Linked DNA regions of Gossypium hirsutum: region 1 is linked to region 2. A link is a contact called in public Hi-C data. All regions are on one chromosome and are shown on one strand. Each heading gives the region's core, a stretch centred on a gene start, on an enhancer-like site or on the middle of the called end of the contact. The rest is flanking DNA. Distances are from core to core; before and after follow the strand shown. Region 1 has its middle 19 kb from the start of LOC121231643. Region 2 holds the start of LOC107903802.

What was found. Hi-C and Micro-C count contacts between places; a contact is called where the count stands out from the background.
Region 1: a Hi-C map of leaf shows a contact between it and region 2, with 1.8 times the contacts expected there. The contact joins the enhancer-like site here to the promoter of LOC107903802 in region 2. A contact is called at or near these places in 3 of 34 Hi-C or Micro-C datasets (leaf and petal).

What each region holds. Positions count from the first base shown.
Region 1 is chrA06:14,676,971-14,683,469 of Gossypium_hirsutum_v2.1, reverse strand. No RefSeq gene overlaps it. Among protein-coding and RNA genes, the nearest start is that of LOC121231643, 19 kb to the right of the region's middle. Within about 2 kb of position 4,424, at least 3 of the 9 cell types and tissues checked have an H3K27ac peak or open chromatin away from gene starts, as enhancers often do. A contact at or near this core is called in leaf, where this site is marked.
Region 2 is chrA06:14,575,773-14,581,559 of Gossypium_hirsutum_v2.1, reverse strand. It overlaps LOC107903802, which reads left to right and starts at 3,649. Exons shown (of 1, transcript XM_041115182.1): 1 at 3,649-4,707. The coding sequence starts at 3,914. The coding sequence ends at 4,531.

The DNA.
Region 1 (6,499 bases), core at 3,175-5,674, 100 kb before region 2:
AAATGGATGAGAACACTAATTAAAATGTAACCATTATGCTAACAATCAGTGAATCTTTAGGTGAATAACCGACATCGTTACCATATAATTTTTTTACTATAATTTTTTATAAATTATTAATCTATACTATTTATTAAACCTTATATTAAATTGGTGTCACTCGCCAACTAGGTTCCAACTCAATTACGGAATTATAAAAAAAAATATTTAATTTATAAAGTAAGTTATATAATTATGTGGGTATTTTTATCTTTTTATATTTTTCGATAAAAAATTATCTATAATAATATTTGAACCAAAGACACTATGCATATAAACCATTTTTAAATTTACCATTTGAACTAAACTAATTTTTTAATTTTATATGAAATTTTAATACATATATTTGTTATACAAATTTTTATATATTTGTGTAAATTAGTGTATGTTTGTGATTGGATTCTATTTTTTTTAATTTTAATATCGTACATATTTCATCTATTACTATTAATTAGTTCCAAACTATACTTCTTATCATTTATTATGTTTTGTTTTTAAAAACTTTTCTATATTCTAAATATGTGATTTCTACGCGTATATACATGTGATAAAATTTCTAGTATAATTTAAATAAATAATTTTTTTTAATAAATTTAACCATACATGAAACTCGAAATTCTAACCTTGATCTCTAGCTAAAACCCAAACTTCAAACCACACAATACGAACTCTTAAGATCAAAACTCCAACCCTTAAATCCCATACATTAAAAAGTATTTATAATAACTAGAATTAAATTTGGATTAATAATTTTAACTGCCCAACAAGATAATAAATAATGATTTAGGAGGAAACTAAGAAAGAGGCAAAGATGGATTTGGGTGGTAATAATGCAGTTTTAAAATTAAACTCTGAATTATTATCAATGCGTTTGCAAGAGGATTCGTCCCATGTGTTATACCAGAAAAATTCTTGGAGATGAAGACTTGAAGCTTCATGGGCACTGCTATTCAGTTTAACTAGCATCTCTACTCTCAATTTGCTGGACTCCAAAAATCTAATATAGAACATCAAAAATGGCTACTAGAGTTCTCTCCAGTCCCGGGTTTTAGTAGTAGTTATCTAGATTCTAGTTTATTTCTACTGTTCTCTTCACCTTTTGTATGCATCCTTTGATTAGCCTTTGCTATTCCATAGTTATTGGTCTGTGTTTTTGTACTTGGAGCATTCATAAAAAAGACTTATGAGGCGTAATATTATTGGAAGGGTCATATCTTACGTGTTGGAATTCTATGTAATAATTTCTCTCTTTTTACTTTTTTTTTCTTTTCATTTCATTTCATTTTCCTCCTTTACTATTTTTAATCCAGTTTTAAGCTTTAAATTCTAACCCCAACCTAAAACTTAAAAACTTAACTAAATTTGAAATCCTAAATCTCAAATTCTAAATCATATACTTCGAAATCTAACCATAAACCTTAAACCATAAAATCAAAAGCATTACCATCCTTTTATATTTGCAGCCTCATTAATATGCATATTAAATTAATATTGTGGTGATACATACATGAATAGGTGAAATATTTTAAAATCAATTCAATTAAGCTATCAATTTTTAAGTTTGGAAAATCAATCGACTTACGGTGATTTTTTAGATGGGATCCAAACATTTCTAGGTTGAGTTGTCTTATAGCATTCGAAGATCTATCTATTAGCTTCCAAAAGCACTTTGAGTTATTTAATTTCAAGTTCAGAACCTAAAATTATAACCGTTTTAGTGAAGAATGCACGAGCAGAATTTTTAGACGGGATTATTATATAGGAAATTATGAGTTTCAAGCTTTAGTTCGAGTTTAAATCATATTAGGTTCAGTTGTTAGACTTAATTTTTATTAGTATATTAGCTCAATATTGTATTTATTAGGTTTTATTATTTACTTATTCCAAATTTTAGGATATTTTTTTAAGTATTTTAAGTTGTTTACGAGTTTTGTGTTTCTTAGTCAATAAGAAAATTTAGTTTAAAACTACTTCTTATTTAGATTAATTAGACTTACGTTATACTTGAGAATTTTATTTTTGGATGTAATTAACTAGCCTATTCATTAAAAGTACAATTTTTTTCATTAATAAAATTTTCAAATCTTGAAGTTAATTTCTTTCGTGCAAAAATATTTTTCTTGTGATTTTTTGAAGTAATTATTGTTCTTGATTTTCTTCAAAAAGTTGTGAAAATTCATTCTTCATCCTTTAATTTGCCAAAGATTATTTCTTGGAGAGTTGATCAGAGCCATTAATTAAGCTTGTTGGGATTTATATCTCAAAGGTTCGATTAGACAACTATTTTCTATCTATATCCACCGATTTATTCGATATCCATCTTCCACCTTTTAATTTATTTTTTCTTTATTTATCTATCTTTCAAATCTTTGTTTTTTTTATCCTTAAATTTCTTCTTTTAGTAGCATTTTTCATTTTTTTCTAAATATTTATTTATTTTAATGTTAGATTCAATTTTTTTTCGAGTCAAACAACTTAAATACGATATTAGTCTACTACACCCTTAACTTGTGATTTTGATTCTTTTGTTTTGCGTTTAATATTCTGGTTCTACAAGACAAAATGTATTCTTTGTAATAGAAGGTTTTTTGTTTTGTTTTTCAGGATAATAAAATAAAATTTATTCAAAAGTCATAAACATTAAACCTTAGCCCATACCTATTAAATCCAAAATCTTAAACTCTGAATGGTATATGAATCATAAACCCTAAATTTTATTTTACCATTGTTATGGGATACTTTTTATTTAATTGTTTAACACAAAAGGATGGATAGTTAGGTTAAAATATTGTCAAGGATAATTGATGGATTACATGGATGCTAAATATTGGCTGCTTAAGATCATTTATATATAAGTTAAATTCTTGATAAATATGGTTTTATACTAATTCGCTAATTACTGACATGTCAAAAGTGACAAATATGATGGGATAAAATGTAAGAAAAATAATAATTTTTACATGTTTTTGTTAGAATTTGAAAAAAGGAAATCTTTTGAATGGTTAGATGAACTTGTAAGCGCATAGGATTACAACTCTATTGTTATAGTTTCTTGTGTGCAATGTAGGGTTTGAGAAAAATTATATTCTATTGGAAAAAATTAAAAAAATACTTCAATTTTGAATTAATCAAATCGAGTTATTTTAGTCAACTTGAATAATTAATTCAAATTTTAAATTCAAGTTGAGTTAAATTTTATAATTCGAATAATTCGAATAATAGATTAATTTAAATACACCTTTGGTCCCTGTCAATTTTGAAAATGAGAAAATTGATTTTTTTCAATAAAAAATAAAAATAATTTTAAAAAACTTCAAAATATTTATAAAAATCCTAAAATTTATATTTTTTAAAAATTATAAATTTTTAAAAAAATTAAAGAATATATAAAGAAAGTTAAAAATTTAAGAATTTTTTAAAATAATAATTTGCGGACTTAAATAAGTTAATTAATTGTTGAAGTTTATCATACTGAAATATCTTATTTTTATTGTTATTTTTCTTTGAAAAAGTTTTCAGATTTATATGCTTCAACATGGAATTAAGTATACTGTAACAAGATTTTAATTTGATATGTTGAATTTTTTAATTTAACTCGAACAATTTTATTTGATTTGACTTGACTCAAATTTTATTTCACTTGACTCAATTTAAAAAAAATTCAAATCAAATTAAAATAAGAAAATAAAACTCATTAACTCAATTAACTCAATATTTTTTTATTCGATTTGATCTAACGCCAATCCATAATAAAATTTGAAAAATATTGTGTTGGAAAAGAGAGATAGGTAGAAAAACCTAGTAGAATTTTAAGAGATAAGTTTGAGAAAAAAAATGCATATTTGGCTAGTTTTAATAAAGAAGCAAAGAACTCGTCTCGAAATTAAAGAAGCCTTGCATAGGCCCCATATGACAAAGACTGGTTCCAACCCTAAGGACGACATGGCCGATTACAACTCAACTGCCTATTACATCTATTACATATTAGTCTTCTAGTTGGCTAGTTGACCTGTTCAATAAGTCGTTCCCTGGTCCCTATCACCGCCGCTATGTCAAGTAAGCACTACTCCTTTTTAACCTTTAGGTTTTATTATTATTATTACAATATTAAAGGAAAAAAAGTGGTAGAATTTACATCCGTATCATCATATGTTAGATGGAAATTTTAATCACCCTTCAAAATTATAATTTTGAATATAAATTATATAGTTACATATGCATTCGGCTTCCCTGTATTATATATATGTATTATATACTGACCATCTGACAACTTTGATTAATGCTTGGGAAGCTTTAACTTATTCCTGCTTAGCTAGCTTAGGTTAGTTTGTAATGTGCCAAAAAAAATTAATTCTTAGCTTATGTATGTATATATGGGACCATGAAAAAGGTAAAATGTTGGTGTCCAGAGACTGGCTGTCAAAGTATCAACCACATAGTTCGTGCCTCATATATATTTGGTAGATAAAAAATCACTTCAGTACTTAAGTCCCTTATGATTATTAGTTGAGTGATATGCTTTCCTTATCCTACATCATTCATTCAATAGAGTAGGTATCTATCCTTTTTTCCCTTATGTTTTTCTGCTATATAACTCTTAGATTTGTGTGATTGCCTCATTTAATAGTAGCCTTGTATGATTCTACAATAAAATCAACTATCATCAATCTTCACAAATGTGTATCGTTTAACGAAATTATTTTTTTAAAGTTACATGTATAATTGCAATTACAATTATAAATATAATACATTTGAATAATTATAGAAAAAATATTTGGTAGATTATTAGTAAAGTTTTTAAAATTTTATAAATAGTGTTAAGGGATTGATAAGTATCTTATAAGGATATAGTAAAATATTATAAAAGATAAATATTTTAAAAAAAACACAACAATTTTTTAAGATTACTTGTGGAATAAAAAAATATACTTTAATCTATTACACACTAACCCATAATTATAACTAGAATCATTTATTATAAAATAGACTTAAATATGCATTTGGCCATCAATCTTGGCACCTTCTCCCAAATTAGTACTTGTGAGTTTTTTGTCTCAAGTTGGTACCCGAATTTTCATTCTATCAATAATTTTGGTGCTTTTTTGTAACCGTGCTAAGTTTGATATAAATGGCACTTTTAGACAGTGACACGTGATAATGATGACTTAATTTTTAAAAATAATTTAAAAATATCTAAAAATATATAATTTTTTAAAAAAATTTAAATATATATAATTTTATAAATCATAAAAAATTTATAAATAAAAATGAAAGTATATTGGAAGTTTTTAAAATTTACAAAAATTAAATCAAATTAAATTTGTTAAATTTTTTAATTCAATTTAATTTTTTGTAAATTTTTAAAATTTTTAATATATTTTTTAATTTTCACAGCCATCTATCTCCACGGCCATCATTATCTCCCATCTTCAATCAGAGAAGTTCAAGGATGCAAACTGCTTCACCAGTATATTACATTTCTAGTAGAAGGAGCTGTATCAAATCCAATGACAGCATGAAACATAGTGGTTGGATGCAGGTCAACTTGGCTACAATAGAAGAGGTCAGAGTCTTAGATTTCTAACACTGATCCGCAAAACTAGGTTGTTTGTTATTTCAGTCGCACATGATGGCCATGCATATGCCCTTGTGCTAGAAGAAAAAGACAATACGAACCATGCACCCACTTCGGAACCCGAAACATTCCTTAGCAAATGGTCTCCTCCAAAGTACTTGTAACACCCCGAACCCGAGACCGACACCGGAGTCGAACACGAGGTGTTAACAGACTTTAAACCCTTTATAAAAATATTTCTCAGACACTGCCAATCTGCGTACTAGTCGCTTTAAAAATCATATCTTGAGTTTCACAACTCAAAAATCAGTTTCGTGATTTTTCCCTGAAACTAGACTCATATGCTCATCTACATATTTTTTTCTAGAATTTTTGGTCGGGCCAATTAGTACAGTTTATTAGTCAAAGTCTCCCATGTTACAGGGATCGACTACACTGACCTTTGCGCATTACGACCTGGATATCTCCCTGCACAGAGATTCAATACTGATGCCGTTTGTTTCTATAGAAACTAGACTCAGAGAGGAATCTATCCATATATGGTATGACTCCTAATTGTCTCTGGTTAATTTATAATGAATTTCCAAAGTCGGAACAGGGAATCCAGAAACCGTTCTGGCCCTGTCTCACGAGAACCTGAATATCTCTTAACATACTATCCATATGATCTTTTCGTTGCTTCTATATGAAAATAGACTCATCGAGCTTCGAATACATAATTTATTCATCAATTAATTCCACTCCTACTATTTTTATTGATTTTTCAATCTCACGTCACTGCTGCTGCCAGCATCTGTTACGAAAGCAACTATGCCCATTTCGTGATTTCTCCTTGATCTAACTAGTAATTCGTCATACATATCACAAATTATGATCATGACTAGC
Region 2 (5,787 bases), core at 2,400-4,899:
ACATCTTTCAAGCAGCCTATTTCTACTAATTTTTCACCAAAACAACAAAGAGCTCATGACATTGAATGTTTTACGTGTAAAGGGCGTGGGCACAATAGTCGTGATTGTGCCAACACGAGACTTTTGTTGATCAAAGAAGATGGCGAACTTTGTGAACCAAAAAAAGATGATAATGAGAATTTCTTCCTCAAATCTATTGAGTTAAATGAGATAAAAACGTCATGTTCTCCTCTTGAGATAGATTGTATTGAATTGAATATTCATAATACTTGTGAGAGGGATATAGGAAGTGAGGAAGAATCATGTGAAAAGACAGAGAGAAAAGATACATTGGGTGATAAAAGTCTACTTGATGGTTCAAATTTGGTGAGTGAAAATCCATATGAGTTAAAATTGGAGAGTTCTCAAGTGGAAAAGAAAATAAAAAGCAAGAAAATACCCATACAAAAATAAGGAGTGATTCTGTTTTAACTAACTCTAACTTAAATTTATTTAGTGGTGTTTCTTTGTTACAAGATTTCAATGATTCATTGACGAACTCCCAATTATATTACATTACCATTGATAAATGATTTTACTTGTAGAAAAGAGGTAAGTTGAACATTTGATAATTCTTTATAGGTGCTAGAAGGCAAGAAGAGTAATAATACATCAGAAATTGAATATGTAGGTGTACCTTAAATGTTTTTGATAAGTATGCTAATGATTTTATTTTTCCTTACGATATGCTTTCTCATTGGTTAAGTTTTAATAAACAATGGTCTGAAAGGTCAATTGATTTTATGGGTTTATCTAGGTATTTAAAGTTTACTTTTGTTGCATTCGACAGGTTTATTAAAAAACCTCATGCATTTGATCTTGTAACAAAATCTTCTACCTTAGACTCTAAATATGAATTTTTACATAATAATATTAAACTGCTTGATTTTTATAATTATGTGAAATTCTTGACTCATCGTTGGAAATTCTTATGGATGACCATACATATTAAAAGAAAGTTACAAGTTATTTTTTACTTGAACACTCATGTGTCGAATATTTCTTTGTCTAGTGTTGATGATTTGTTTTTGAAGGAGAGATACTTAATCCATGCTGATTTGGGATATCAAAATCATATATTTGATCTTGGAGATAGTTTTAGCACACAAGAAAGCTTAGGTAAGTATTTTATTCATTTTATTGTTAATTATTCTAATCCCTTTTCTTTCTGTACAGCTAAAGATTCGGGGACGAATCTTGTTGAGGAAGAGGGAAATAATGCGAGTCTCAAGGCACAATTTCAGACCCATGAATGTGATGGGTCCACACTACCTCAAGAACCAACAATAATGTTAAAGGCTAAGCAAATCAAATCAGGACTCGATCAAAGGCAAGATTAGAGGACGAATCTTTTTGAGGAAAAGGAAAATGATACATGCACGAATGGGGTGAAATTTATTAGATTCCAATCATCAAAACTGCCAATTTTCAGGCTTGGGAAATCAGCAGACTTGCAACGACTTTTTGGATGGGGTTCTGGCATTTCTGGATTGAGATGTCTTCATGGCATTTGAAGATCTATCTCTTAGCTTTGAAACGCATTTTGAATCACTCGATTTTGAGTTCGGGAGCTTAAGTTATGACTATTTTAGTGAAGACTACGTGAGTAGAATTTATGAACGGGATTATGACGGGAATTACGAATTTCGGGCTTTTAATTCGAGTTTAAATCACATTGGGTTCGGGTTTTAGAATTATTTTTTATTATATATGAGCCCAATATTATATTTGTCAGATCTTATTATTTTATTATTATTTTATTCCGAATTTTTTATAATTATTAAGTATTTTAAGTTATTTAGGAGTTTATGTTAATAAGAAAATTTAGTTTAAAACTACTTCTTATTTTGATTAAATTAGAGTTGTAGTATACTTAAGAATTTTATTTAGATTTATTTAGCTAGCATATATATAGGCTTTTACATTGTATACAATTTATTCAATTCATTATTATTCTATTTATCTTTTGAGTAAATAAATTCTTTCTATCTTGGTGGGGAAATTAGAGTAGCTTGAAGGGGGTTGTGGATTCTTGGTGTTTCCAAGGCTTCGTAAGACTTCTACACGCTACGTTCTATATTTCTATTTATTTTTTTATTCGCTTCCTTAATATTTGATTTACTATTTTATTTTAATTATTTTATCTGACTTGGATTTAATTTCGTTTCAGGTTGTGTCAAAATCTAAGTTTCTTTCTGAACGTTTAGAGGCCTAAATTAAATCCGGAACTTTGACAAACTTTATGATCCGTTTTTGCATTCATCATTCTCATCCTTTATCACCTCCATTAAGCATAGCATCAACAGTTTCTTTACGCCGAAAGTAACCAATTTCAAGAATGCAATCAAATACCACAACTTTCATACCCAAATATTTGGATTGTAATAAAGTTAACATCTTGGGAGTTTCTTCTTTACAGAGTATTTCATCAGCAAAGGGAGATTTAATATATGTAATTAACTCACATAAAACTTTTAAGCTATGAGCTGATTTCATCTCCAGAGGAGCTTCAATTATTCACTTCACCTTCTAAGACATCTTTATTGACTCGAATCAAAGCGGTTACACCAAACGCAGCCTTTTCCCTAATATGTTTTGAACAATTCGGGTCGCAAAGCATCGTTTGCAAAACCAAAAAGCTTTTGATTGCAGGAAAGCGGTGGTGGGGGGAGGGGGAATTTTTTTTTTAATTTCTTCTAAATTTTTATAAAATAAAATAGAATACTAAAAATAACAGTTGGCTGGTGACGTGTCAAGTTTTGGCAGATTTTTTTTTTGTCTAACGGCGTTAGGTGAGGGGGAAATGAGTAACAGCAACGTTGTTTGAATAAGTACGTAGGTATAGTTTAGAGGTAATTTTTGAAGAAGCGTTTATTTTATTTTATTTTGATGAAAGAAGAAGCGTTTATTTTATTGGTGCAAGATATTAAAAATGGTGCTAGTCCAACTGGCTCCGTGATTCACGGGTTTGTTTATATTATGAATTTATGCTGGTTCATTTATTTAAAGAAAAATCGTATATTTTTATTTTAAGTATCTACTCAATGTCCTAAATTTTACAGTCAACCCATTTGACTCAAGTATGAAAATTAGTTAAATGTAAGCAACTTAGTTAAACTTTAAAGTGAAGAGGTAAACTTTTTAAATAGCGAAAATTTTGACAATAATTAAATTAAGCTACATTTTAGAACACCATAAACTAGTAATTTTTAATATTTAACTTTTTCCCTTTTTGCTTTAGAATTAAATATTGAAATGCTTATTTGCTCCCAGACCTATAGTATAAGTGTCCTTTAGATGATTAAATTAAACCAATTTTCAACCTAGTAATAAACATCATCGATTTAAGTGATTAAAAGTGAGAGACCAATATTTGATTGGAAAATTATGATAAAATCTAGAATTGGTATATATGAAGAAACCGGCGGCCCAATTCAACTACCAGCGCAGGAAGGGCCGCTGTCCTTTCCTCCTCTAAAAGCGGCTACACACCACACCAACTCCACCACCAAAAGTAAAAGCCACGAAATACTATCTTTATTTATAATATTAATGAGCAAGAAACCATCACCAAATCTTCCATAAATTAAAAGCTTTGACATATGTTTGATGAACACTAGTGCTAGTGGGGACTCTTTTGGTGACCAAAGAACAAAACCCAATGCAACAACAATAATAAGGAGCTTATGTGAAACGACGACAAACATAAGAACAACCCCCAAAGTGAGAAAAACAGTACCCTTTCTCTAATTTCCGTTGTTTCAATCCAAGTTTTTCAAAACACCCTTTAATGGCTCCTCCTCTATTATTTGTATTCATCACCGTCACCAAATAAGTGATTTCCCCTTTTGACTCTCTTTGTAATCCGTAACCAATGCTGCTTCGAAATTCCATTTCCAATACCAAAAGGTTCTTTCAGAAAACCTTACGAAGTTTCAAGTCTCTCTTCTCTGGTACTGATGCTGAACCTTACCAAAGGCTACCCAAAGCCTCTCCGTACAATCCCTATTCATTCACCGCTGCAGGCGTTGCCGTGAATCCCAACGACAATGGCAACCCAAAGGAAAGAAATGACAACAGGAAAAAGATAAAATTTTCAACTCATAATATAGAAGCACAAAGACAAGGAAACAATAAGGGAAATATGAAGCAGTCTACGACACAAGGAAGAGATGACCATCAGGACATTAAGCAGCATAAAACGAGGAGTGCCAAGGTGGGGAACAGACGAGAGGATTGTAATTCAGGCGAGAGAAGAAGAGAAGAAAGGAATTTATCAGTGCCACAAAAGCTGAAAGAGCTAGAGATGATGGATATGAGCAATATGGAACATGTTCTTGACATTGAAGAGGTTCTTCACTACTATTCTCGACTCACTTGTCCTACCTATCTTGATATTGTCGACAAGTTTCTCATGGAAATGTATGCAGAAATTTTGGGACCCCCAGATTCTCCAAGAAGAGTCAACTCAAGCCAAAATATCGATCAGTGAGATCCTGATTCATCCCTTCTCTCCCATGTTTTGCGTGAGAGGATTTTTGGACAGGTCCAGACTTGAAATTGTCATAATTATTTCTGTAAATCTCTGCGTTTTTACTTTTGTTTTTCTTTCTGATACAACCCTTCTCTCCCACTTTTTCTTTGATTTCCCCAATTGATGCCACTTAAGACATGGTTGTGAGACAGGATACGAAATTTAACTTTGAGAAATGATAATTTTTTTTTCTCAAATAAACATAATTTCATTCATCATATATTAACGGTATCCAACATAACTGCGATATCATCCTGCTCAATAACATTTAATTTAGTCAACGAGTGTGCTACTTGTTTTGCTTGTCTTCGAAAAGGTGTGATCTCATCTTCGAACCCGTGTAGTCTTTGCCTTGCATCATTTATAAGTGGTCCAATGACTAATAAATCTGTTTTCGCTGAACAAAACCACTTAATGTCCTGCAGTGAATCATCTTGTAACCATATACATTGATGTACCATTTGGTGAGTAAAGTCTATGGCCCTTAGTGCTACCATTGCTTTTGTCATGCACGGATTCGGATTCACCTCTTTGGAAGGAGCAGTGCTCCCAGTATAAAACCATCCAGGTCACCGGATAGCCACCCCAATCCTTGCTCCAGGTGATGTTGCAAAAAAGGTGGCATCGAAATTTACTTTTACATGGCTTGCTGGAGGAGGCAGCCAATTTATACCAGTATGAGTAGCGGTGGTAGTCTTAGCTGATTGCGCAAGATTGTAGTATTCCTATAGGAACACTTTAGCTTTACCAACAGCTCGCGCTAGAGGTGAAACATTGTTATTAAACGGTCTAATTTCGTATGCCCCATATTTGCTTTAAAGCATGCAGATCATCCTCATTAGTGGAATGGCATCTTGGACACAGAAGGTCAATGACGTGAATTCTCCTTGCTATTTTCATCCGAAAGGTAGTATACCATAGCAAGCCTGCCAAGAGAATAATTTAAAGGTAGCTCTAAGTTCCACAGAGACATCCAACTTCCTCTACCATGTTTTGCTTTTAGAAGACACATATAGTCATATACCCACTCTTGACAGTGTACACACCCGTTTTTCTATGATGCCACTCCAAAGTATCTTTGGGCCGTGATTCATAGACAAGGATGCAACAAATTGCTTCTGCATCAGGTGGAGAAAATTCTCCATTTATGAGCTCTATTTTCCACTACCATCTATCCTTTTCAGTAAGTTGTCGACCCTTGCATCGTCTGAGAG